3 separate regions of the Pan troglodytes genome follow, and all the other regions are linked to region 3. Evidence: chromatin contacts called from public HiChIP or PLAC-seq data. All regions are on one chromosome and are shown on one strand. The core of a region is the stretch at or near the end of the contact, and the rest is flanking DNA. Distances in the headings are between cores, read along the strand shown. Region 1 holds the start of LRRD1 (leucine rich repeats and death domain containing 1). Region 2 holds the start of CYP51A1 (cytochrome P450 family 51 subfamily A member 1). Region 3 holds the start of GATAD1 (GATA zinc finger domain containing 1).

Region 1 (3,529 bases), core at 642-3,141, 270 kb before region 3:
TTTCAAGGTTATACTACCATCATAGAATGAGCTGGGAAGCCTATTCTAATTAGCTATTTGTTGAGGCATTTTACATATTTTGGGATAATGCATTCCCTGAAGGTTCAGTAAAATTTATTTTGTGCTCTCTTTAATGGTTAGTGGTTTGTTCAGATTTTCTTCTTCTTCTTTAGAACATATGGGGATATAATTGCCTTCCCTGGCTTCATATTTCCTTGTGGAGGAAATTCTACACATAATGCCCCTGACCTGGAGCTTTATTGCTACAACTTCTCCTCTGTGGAGAAGACAGGCAGATGAATCATGAGCTCAGCTCCTTCTGGGCTCTCTCTTTCAAGGCTGTCTGCTTGCAAGATTTATGTTCTAGTCAGCTGTCTTCCATAGAATAAGGGGACTGTATACTTGTGTGGGGAGGCCAAGGTTGTGTGTGATGACAGACTAATTATGCCAAATTCCTGAGCAAATTATTGCAGTCTACTTAGCTGCAGATCAACACCATTTTCTCTAAACTATTTTATCAGTAACAAAGATGATATTTTGACCTACATCTGCCTGACTATATTTGATGATACAGAACTTGGGAGGGGAAGAAAGGGTGTTATTCTTTAAACAGCACAGATATGCAATGAAATTTCCATTAACCCAGAATATACATAGTGGTTAACATGCAGTGATTTGAAATAAAATATTATTTGAAAAGCTATTTTTATAGCTGCAAAATATTGCATTGAAGAGGCTGCCACCAATTATTTGTTTCCATATGAGCATTTTAAAGGCTGATACACAACATTTTAAAAATGTATATGCACCTCGGGAGGCCCAGGCGTGCAGATCACGAGATCAGGAGATCGAGACCATCCTGGCTAACACGGTGAAACCCCGTCTGTACTAAAAATACAAAAAATTAGCCAGGCGTAGTGGCGGGCGCCTGTAGTCCCAGCTACTCGGGAGGCTGCGGCAGGAGAATCGCTTGAACCCGGGCGGTGGAGGTTGCGGTGAGCCGAGATCACGCCATTGCACTCCAGCCTGGGCAACAAGAGCAAAACTCTGTCTCAAAAAACAAACAAAAAACTGTATGAAAAAGTCTCTCATTATTTTCACAAGCACTAAGAATCTCACTTAAAAACATGGCTGGGCGCGGTGGTTCACGCCTGTAATCCCACCACTTTGAGGGGGCGAGGCAGGCAGATCACTTGAGGTCAGGAGTTCGAGACCAGCCTGGCCAACAGGGTGAAACCCCGTCTCCCAATTACTCGGGAGGCTGAGACAGGAGAATTACTTGAACCCAGGAGGCAGAGGTTGCAATGAGCCGAGATTGCACCACTGCACTCCAGCCTGGGCAACAAGCGCGAAACTCTCGCAAAAAATACATACATACATACATAGAAATATTGCCAATTTGATAGGCAAAAATATATGCAAATTATGTTTTAACAAATATTAATAAAGTTGAACAATGGCCCAATGTAATTTGTTACCTATCTGAAAGACATGCACATTCAGGGAGTTACAGTACTTTTTCATGTCTTGCAGCATCAACAAATTGTTTTCTAAATGTAGAAAAAGAGACATTCAGTACAGGCTAACGTAACGTGGGACAGCATGCAAAGCCATGAGAAGTGGGAAAATGAGAGAGAATCTGGGCGTGGCTTACAGGGCCGCTGAAGTAAGACACACCCTTCGCTTCACCTGTGGCCTCCCGCGGCGGCTGCGGCTCCTTCGCAGGACCGGTAGGGGGCGCGCGCGGTTGAGTCCAGCAATTGCGAGGACCTCCGCAGCCGCAGCCCAGCACTGACGCCTCTCCGGGTCGTGGCTCCTCCTTCCCAGGCCGAAAGCGGCCGGGCCCTCTGCTCCGCTGCGCCCTGGCTCGGCCGCACCCACTGCGCGTTTGTGAGCTGGCCATCGGTCACACTGGGATACTCGAGGAGGAGGCCTGGGGCCTGCATTCAATTCCCTAAGAGGGACCCGCGCTGGCCGCTGCAGGCGGGTGGAGAACGGGCGTCTGAGTCTTTGACTTTCGTACCGGAATCTCCCCGGGAGATTTTACAAGCCCCTCCGAATGTTCTGATTGAATTGGTCTGGGGGGGTCGGTCCGGGCATCTAACGAGCAGCCGGGATGGAGAATTACTAGTCTGGATTCTGGTCCTCAGAGGTTCACTCACGTTAATCAACCCGAGTCCATCTTGGTGGGATTGTCTTGCTCCGAGGCCCTCCCACTGAGCTTTATTTTCCTGCCTGATTTCGGGGTCCGCTAACAGGATGAACAGCGGACCATACAGGCACGGTGAAAATGACACTTGGTGACGTGGAAGACCCAGCTTGCCACGGTTGAGGCAGACCTCCTCAGGGTCTTTTGTCTTAGTTATCCCCGAGCTATTCTTCAGGAACCGACAGGCTCCCCCACCCCAACACCGGATGAAGGCCAGCAACTGGAGGCCAGGAATAATCAAGCACGCTCTCATTTCAAAGAGGTGACGATTGTGCCCGTGTTTAAAAGGGTTGCCTGAGACCATGAGGATTTGGAGTTTTGGAGGCGGATCTGCCTTTGGGGAGTGAGCGTAGGGCCCTAAGATGTGGTTGTGTTTTGAGACAGTTCCCAGGGTGATGTGTCCCATCATCCAAACGTTGCAGGATAAGTCAAAGTTACAGAAAGACTCTAGTTTACTTCCAGCCTAACATTACCAAAATACGGTATTTGTCAGAAAACATGTAGTATTTGTATAATTTGAGAATGTAATTGAAGAACTCGATATAGAGCTTTTAGAAAGGGGAAATAGAAAACTTAAAAAGAATCTTGCTTGGTATATTAATACCAACATCTAAAATATAATAAAATTGAATAAACCAGTGAGTTTTATACTATGATTGAAATAAAATGCCACTATGTTCTTAAGAGTGTTAGTTTAACAGGAAATCTCCAATGCATTATTATCCAGACTCATCTCAAAGGTTCACTTTTCATTTGCATGGGCCCTTGCTATTTGTAGGGTGGGAGGCTGCACCTCGTTCTGGTGGCTGCCACCTTGATGAGGAGACACTCCTTGTTAACAGGATGGTTAGCCCACGGCTTTTCCCAGCCCCCTTTTCCACACCCAGTAAATTGTTTTAGTTTATGGCCCTCAGCTGCAGTTGCAATCATCATCAAATTCCAATTTTGAATTTAAAGGTGAATAATGAATGCAATGAACTTTCTAGAATTTATGAAGGGCAGCGATGTTCCTTTTTATCTAATAATTCTACATGTGTAGCCTTTCAGTATGCTATTCTGTGGACTGAATTTACAAATTGTCATTTGTTTAATGAACTGTTAATATAACATGATGACTAACTGAAAACACATACAATTTGCTGGTATTCCAGAAGTCTATGGATTTTGTTGTTTTGTTTAAATAAAAGGCATTAAAAGCAGCTGCTTAGTATACTTACCTTCTTCACTCAGCATAAGGTAGAGGTGAAAAAACCTTCTTAATTTGGCAATTTATATAACCTTTTGTTTTTGGAATACAGTTTTCTTCCCCTTTACATTCGT
Region 2 (3,814 bases), core at 630-3,129, 310 kb before region 3:
TTTAGTCCCAGATACCTGCTTAAAGAAGGTATAGAAAAAGACAAGCAGTAACTTGTAGTATAGAAAAAAGGGAAATGTTTAAGAAGCTATATTTATTTCTCAGTAAACAATCAATCTCATGCTTCTCTCACTGCAAGTGAACTAGAGCCACTGATTTTAGAGTTTTTAAGAGAGTAGATCAGCTCTAGCAAGAACTCTAGCATTCTTCATAAAAGTTTCTTTAGATGCCACAAAATGAGACCTGCAGATTACAACATTAAGTATCCTGAAAATCAAACAAAATAATGAAAAAGGGTAATACTCCTCAATTCTCTGGTGGTCTCAAATAGAAAGAAGCACCACAACCTCACAGTACTCCTCAGCTAATAGAACTATCTTTAAACACTAAAAGTAACTTTGTCTTCCCAGAGACAAATATCTTTTCCTTAAAGATCCCATGTGTAGGAAAAAAATAAATAAATAAATAACTCTTTCTTATGCCTGGTATGGTTCAAACAAAAATTATTTTAAAAGCTACTTGGTCAAAAGTTTGTACATTGCATTGTCAGTAAAAGGGTAGTTTTCAAAAGCTACTTATTGCTGACTGTAAAGGGCACAATCAAATAACATTTGGGAGATTGAAAGCTAGGTTAATAAGGCTGTTAAATTGAAGAAAATGATTTTTTTTTTTTTTTTGAGACGGAGTCTCATTCTGTCGCCCAGACTGGAGTCCAGTGGCGCAATCTCGGTTTACTGCAACCTCCGCCTCCTAGGTTCAAGTGATTCTCGGGCCTCAGCTTCCCAAGCAGCTGGGACTACAGGCGTGCGCCACCACATCCAGCTAATTTTTGTTTTGTTTTGTTGTATTTTAGTAGAGATGGGGTTTCTCCATGTTGTTCAGGCTGGTCTGGAACTCCTGACCTCAGGTGATCCGCCCGCTTCAGCCTCCCGAAGTGCTGGGATTACAGGCGTGAGCTACTGCTCCCGGCCGAGAAACTGTTACATTATTAGCATCAGAGGAAGGCCCTTACCACACTCCAGTCACTACCATTACCACACTCTACACATCCTCCTTAATATGGGTATAAACCGCCATTAGGGGCACTGTTACAGCCCACAGAACACTGAACCACACAGGGCAGCCTCCAGGATGACGGGCCAGCTGCCAACATCTCCATCAGGACCCCCACCAAGGGCCCCAACGACCACCGGGTCGTTCAAACCCACAGCCGCCAATCCAGCCACCGCCACTAGGGGCACCACTGCTGCGGTCAGTACAGACCGCTACAACCACAAATGCCGCAACCACGACCCCGTCTAGGATCAGATACACAGCCGGGGAGGCCAGCACCGCCCCCCAACACAAGGCAATGGCGGGTGCTACAGCCAGCGCCACCAGCAGCAGTGCCGCCGCCGCAGCCACTACTCCAGCCCCCAGCGCGCCTGCCACCAAAGCCACGCCAAGCATGGCCGCAGTCGCCCCCGCCCTTGCCATCCAGCCAGAGCACTGAGCCGGTCGGGGCCACGGAGCCGCCCACGCCAGCCCTTCGGCCGCCTCAGCTGCGGCGCGCGCCCCACTCAGACCCTGAAGAATGTACGTACCACCCCTGCGGGCAGCTGGACCAGGTGGCCGGCGGCGAGACGGAACAGGTAGACCAGGCTGAGGGTGAAGGCGCAGGCGATCAGCAGCATGGACAAGAGGTTGCCGCCTGTCACCTTCTCCATCGCCTGGCCCAGCACCGACCCACCCGCCTGCAGCAAGCCCAGCGGCAGCATCCCAGCCGCCGCCGCCATTCACTCCGTCGGAAACACTGAAGGCCGAGGTCGCCACCGCTCCTCCCAATCGACGGAACGAGAGAAGCTGGCAGATGGTCGTCCACAGGGGGCCTTGCCCCAGGTCTCCTACTAAACCCAGCCCCACCCCTCGGGTCCCACGCGCGCCACCCCGTACGTCACAGAATGGGGCGGGATGTTCCGCTGGCCACGCCCCTTAAATAACACTCTGTGAAGCCGTGGTCTTCTTGCGCGGGATAGGGCACCTGAGGAAGCGGGCTGCGCCTGTGGCACAGTGGTACGGGGCCGGAAGATAACTTACCTGAAGAGGCGATCAATCCCTGAGAATCGCGGGCGACCCGTTTTTTGTGTGCCCGGGTGCGGGGTGCCGGGACACGGCGTTGAAGGCGCTGAGCGGAGGGATCTCAGGGCGAGCTCGAACGGCGACGGCGCGCTCTGTGATTGCACCGCGAGCGCCTGAGGTGATCTCGGCCTACATCGCGTCAGCGGGGCCTTGGGCGTGAGCACCGCCCCCTGTCCGGACGCAGGGTACTGGGGCACCTCGAACTGTGGCACCTCACCCTGCTCCGGGGCCACGTCTTGGGGACTCCGACAGCCCCAAATAAGCCCTCGGGGACTGGAGTTGTGAAAAGCGAGGTCGTGAAGACGCCGGCCTCATACCGAAGGGTAGGACGGTGAGATCAGCCCCGTCCCACTCCAACTAAAATCAACCTGACAGGTATTAATATGCCACCATGAAGTTAACAAATGTTGGTGATTAAGTATGCTAGGTTTTACGAAAACAGATTTTCCAAAATAAATGTACATGTTTTAGGACGTCGCGAGCCGTTTGAGGCAGCATTCCCCAAGGACGCCACTTAGTCTGTAGGTTTAGCGGCTAGATTCAGAAGCTGAGTTCAGTCCTGCCGCCACAATCAAATCTTCGCTCCTATGGCTTCACAGAAGCGTCTCCCATGACTACCAAATTTAACTCCTTCCAGATCACCCACGGGAGCACCTGACCGGATTCATTTATTTAATCAATGTTAAGAACTAGGTTTTGTGCTAAGCTAGGGGATAGAGCAGCGAATGAGACAAAACTGCAAGGCCCTGGGGGAATTAGTAGGAATATCCAGTGAAAGGGAAATTAATGAATTTTATAAGTATACTAATCAAGAAGTATATTCTTTTCCTTTGAGGTAGAATGTAATATAGCACCTCCCCTACCCAAGGCCTGGGTTAAGAGTATATTAACTGCTTATTTCTCCCCTATGCGTGGAGAGGCTTATCTGTGTTCCATCGTTTCACATTCCTTGAGGCACAGCGAGTTCTTGCTTCCCTCCCTAGCGCTGCTGTAAAGTCACAAAACTGATTAGCAAGTGTTACAAAAGCATGTATTCCCAAGGACGTAAGACATATGGTGTAACAAATGTAAGAGTAATTTACGGCCTTTGTTCTTGCTTCTGCAAGTACACTTCGTGCAACACGTAACTCCCAACACAAACTGCTTAAAAGGTGATTGATCCCTTTGTTCGGGGCTCAGACTTTCTGGACCCTAGTCCGACTGAGCCGGTGATCACCTTAATAATAAAGGCTCTCCTGAACCCTGCTCCGTCTCTCCCGTCTATGATTTGTCCCGCAACACCAGTTGCCTGCGGAACACCTCTACCTAGAGAGCTAACACTCATCCCCGGTCAGTAAATCCAAAACTAAACCCGTCGCCTCCTCCTACCAACCTGTCCCTCCTATAATGCCTGTGAAGAAAAGGCATCACTGTGCACACTGTTCCCCTCTCCATGCTTCATCTAATCAGTCATCAGATCCTATAATTCTACCACCTTAAAAGTTTCACCGTTTCTTCCGTCCAGTCGCGGTGGCTCACGCCTGTAATCCCTGCACTTTGGGAGGCCGAGGCGGGAGGATCACCTGAGGTCAAGAGTTCGAGACCAGCTTCACCAACATGATGAAACTTCGTCTCTACTAAAAATACAAAATATTAGCCGGACCTGGTGGCAGACGCCTTTAATCCCAGCTACTCGGGAGGCTGAGGCAGGAGAATCAC
Region 3 (3,435 bases), core at 301-2,800:
CTCTGGCTCAGAAGAATCAGTATGCCAAAGTGGCATATTTTAGGATGGCAGGCTCTAAACACCTTCAGCATTGTTCTAAAATGAGACAACACTCTTTACCTAGTCTCCTCAGCCACTTTTACAGTTGGCCCTAATCCCCATAACAGTCCTGGAAACTTATTTTTACTGTTAAGGAAACTGAGATTTAGAGGGGAGGTGACTGAGCCACAACCCACACCCCAGAGGGCTGTTCCAAAGCCCTCCTCGAAATTGGTGCCAAGGGCAGCAGCTATAATGACAGCCAGTCCACATAGAAGTGCCTCCGTTGATCACCAATTAACAGTAAAATCTGATAATATCTCATTCCAAGGTTGTTATAAGCACTAAATGTGGTTTTGTGACATAATAGGCGTTTGTTTCTCCCCACTGCTTCCCACCACAATATATTCATCAAGACCTTTCCAAGGATACTAAGTCTAGGAAACCCAGGATCATGAAGAGAGGGCATGTTCTTCCAAGTGAGGCTGAGGAGAGACTTGTCTGGCGAGGCCTGTACTGACTAGTGACATTAAAAGAGGCGATCTGACTTCTCATACTGCTCTTGTCCCAGGCCTGCTGTTTGTCAACTGCTGGGTCCTCAGAGCCAAAACTGTTTTCCAACAATTTTGAATTGAATAACAGCCAGCTATTCGATTTTCTCCGCATTCTCTAATCTGTATACTTTTCAGAGTCCACAGGACTTGCAACGATATTATCCAAAGGCTGAAGAATGTGCGCTTGACATCTTAGGCTGTAAAATGTCTCAATTTCAATTTCTAATACATAGATGTCAGTGGATGGCATTTTCTGAACCCTTTGTCGATGTCCGTAAATGGCATGCTCTGAATTCAACTAAACAAAAGTACAGACATGGGGGAGGTGTAGGGCGATGTCCAAATTATAATTTTTAAGAGTGTAAAGGATTCCTAAGTAAGATTGCCAGATTTTTTTTTTTTTTTTTTTTGAGACGGAGTCTCACTCTATCCCCCAGGCTGGAGTGCAATGGCGCGATCTTGGCTCACTGCAGCCTCCATCTCCCGCGCTCAAGAGATTCTTCTGCTGCAGCCTCCAGGGTAGCTGGGATTACCCCAGAGCCCGCCACTGAGCCCGGCTAATTTTTGTATTTTTAGTAGAGAAGGGGTTTCACCACGTTGGCCAGGCTGATCTCGAACTCCTGAGCTCAAGTAATCCGCCGGCCTTGGTCTCCCAAACTGCTGGGATTGCAGGCGTGAGCCACCACGCCAGACCTGGATTGCCAGATTTAGCACATAAAAATACAGGACCCCCAGTTAAACGCCTCTCGGATAAACCATTATTGCATGGGATACACTCACGCTAAAAAAATTGTTCGTCGTTTACCTGAAAGTCACATTTAATTGGGCGTCCTGTATTTTACCCGGCAAATTCTAGGCCTGAGACCAAAAAGTTTGAGAACCCTGCCCCTAGGCGACAGCAAGCGGAACTGCAGCAAGCTCCCAGTAATTCCGGGTGCTGCACTTCCGGTCAGGCGGTCGGGCGCGGGGCCCTGGGGCCAGCTCACCGCCGGAAGTCTCCGCGTCCCCCCGCCCGGCCAGATCCCTTTCCCAGTCCTGCTTCCCAGTGCCTCGGGCCAGGGAATCCTGGCCTCCGCCAGCGGAGCCGGCGGAACCTGCTTCCCGCCTCCACGGGGCAGCGCCAGCGGCCTGGTCCTTTCACCGGCAGCTCGGTGCCGACGCCCTCACCGCTCTTCCTATCGCCGGGAGTGGCGGGCCGACCAGGGGGCGGCCGGGCTACCGTCCGCCATTCCCGTGTCTCTGCGCCCGCGGGGGCCGCCCGAGCCGGCCACCATGCCGCTGGGCCTGAAGCCCACCTGCAGCGTATGCAAGACCACGTCGTCCTCCATGTGGAAGAAGGGAGCGCAGGGGGAGATCCTCTGCCATCATTGCACTGGCCGGGGCGGCGCGGGCAGCGGGGGCGCAGGCTCGGGGGCGGCTGGAGGGACTGGGGGCAGCGGCGGCGGCGGCTTCGGCGCGGCGACCTTCGCCAGCACCTCCGCCACCCCTCCGCAGAGCAACGGGGGCGGGGGCGGCAAGCAGGTGAGCTCCTCCGGCCCCTCCCGCCGGCGGAGGCCGACCAGGTGCTAGGCGGGCGGGGACGGGCTGGCTGGGAGCGGGCGGGCGCGGGCTTCCCGGATCGCCGTGCTCCTGCTGGCTGGAACGCCCCTCCCCACCTCCTACTGAGATCTTTCGTTTGGCCCATTCCCAAGCACCTGTTATTGTAAGAAATTCAAAGCAATAAGAACCAAGATGTAAAGCCCTTAAGAAAATCTCAATATACACATGTCTACACAGTCGTTTACAGTGTCATGCCACAAATGCAGGCGCTGGACCTCATTCCTTGTTAAAGGTTTTGTCATATCAGGTTATGAAGTAAGATTATTATGTCATTATTGTAAATGGCAGCTTAAGTATTCCGTTGCAGGGGGCGCCATAACCTACTACGTTCTCTGGCCTTAGGGAGTAAAGTTGTTAAGTGTTTTTCTCTATTGTAGACACAACAAATGAATAGTGTTTGTCTTGGTCAAGACTGACTCCTACTCCCGCCTCCTGCCCTATTACAAGCAGCTCACACCTTTTGGAGGCTCTGGAGACGCCTGTCCAGCGAGCTCCGAGATTCCGGGTGCTAAACTTCCGGTTTTACTTAGCCTAGTTGCTGTAATTACTTCTCTTGAAAAGCAAAAGCGCAATCTTAATTGTTAAATGCTCTTATAAAGTACATACTCTGGGATCCTTGTAAGATGATTGTATTGCAACCTTTATGCACTTTTTACTTCTTTCTCTTTTTGTTCTTTAATTTGTTTGTGTAACAGAGTAAGCAGGAAATTCACAGGAGGTCTGCTCGGCTCAGAAACACTAAATACAAATCTGCTCCGGCTGCTGAAAAGAAAGTCTCCACCAAAGGAAAAGGGAGAAGACATATATTTAAATTGAAAAATGTAAGATATTTGTGGACAGTGCCTTTTACTGTAATGACGTTGTGTGTATCCTGCCACTGCCTTCATTTCTCACCATTGAACTTGGACTCTGCCCTTGGTAGCCCTTCCTTAGTATTCTGGGGAATGGTCCACATTCCCCAAAACGGAATGAGCTCTGTTGCAGGAGGCTCACTGTTTATAAAGTTAATAATACTCTTTCCTTTTTTTTTTTTAGCTTTTATTTTTTCCCCTGGAAAATATAAAATATGGGTTTAAAAGAAACATCAACCTTGAGCCCATTTTTTGGGGTTCTCTATGGAAAGGAAGAGGAGAGATTATGGTTCTTGATATGGCCAGGTACACTAAGAAAACTTTTTTTTTTCATTCTTTAAAAATCTAAGTAAATATTAACACTAGAACTCATCATTTGCATATTTATTTGTTATTAAAGCCCCAGAAAATGT

Evidence for each region. HiChIP or PLAC-seq counts read pairs in DNA pulled down with a chosen protein or histone mark.
Region 1: a contact with region 3 is called in an H3K4me3 HiChIP or PLAC-seq map of stem cell-derived excitatory neurons, with 3 times the contacts expected there. The contact joins the promoter of LRRD1 here to the promoter of GATAD1 in region 3. A contact is called at or near these places in 1 of 7 Hi-C or Micro-C datasets (blood) and 1 of 1 datasets of contacts at active chromatin or transcription factors (stem cell-derived excitatory neurons).
Region 2: an H3K4me3 HiChIP or PLAC-seq map of stem cell-derived excitatory neurons shows a contact between it and region 3, with 3 times the contacts expected there. The contact joins the promoter of CYP51A1 here to the promoter of GATAD1 in region 3. A contact is called at or near these places in 2 of 7 Hi-C or Micro-C datasets (induced pluripotent stem cells and stem cell-derived neural progenitor cells) and 1 of 1 datasets of contacts at active chromatin or transcription factors (stem cell-derived excitatory neurons).

The regions. Positions count from the first base shown.
Region 1 is chr6:101,553,484-101,557,012 of NHGRI_mPanTro3-v2.0_pri, forward strand. LRRD1 (leucine rich repeats and death domain containing 1) reads right to left here and starts at 1,892. Exons shown (of 6, transcript XM_016945133.3): 1 at 1,690-1,892. The region is part of intron 3 of ANKIB1 (ankyrin repeat and IBR domain containing 1); the gene reads left to right.
Region 2 is chr6:101,508,493-101,512,306 of NHGRI_mPanTro3-v2.0_pri, forward strand. CYP51A1 (cytochrome P450 family 51 subfamily A member 1) reads right to left here and starts at 1,880. Exons shown (of 10, transcript NM_001280333.1): 1 at 1,582-1,880. The coding sequence starts at 1,773. ANKIB1 (ankyrin repeat and IBR domain containing 1) reads left to right here and starts at 1,986. Exons shown (of 22, transcript XM_054655962.2): 1 at 1,986-2,491.
Region 3 is chr6:101,822,027-101,825,461 of NHGRI_mPanTro3-v2.0_pri, forward strand. It overlaps GATAD1 (GATA zinc finger domain containing 1), which reads left to right and starts at 1,551. Exons shown (of 5, transcript XM_001166816.7): 1 at 1,551-2,093; 2 at 2,867-2,992. The coding sequence starts at 1,845.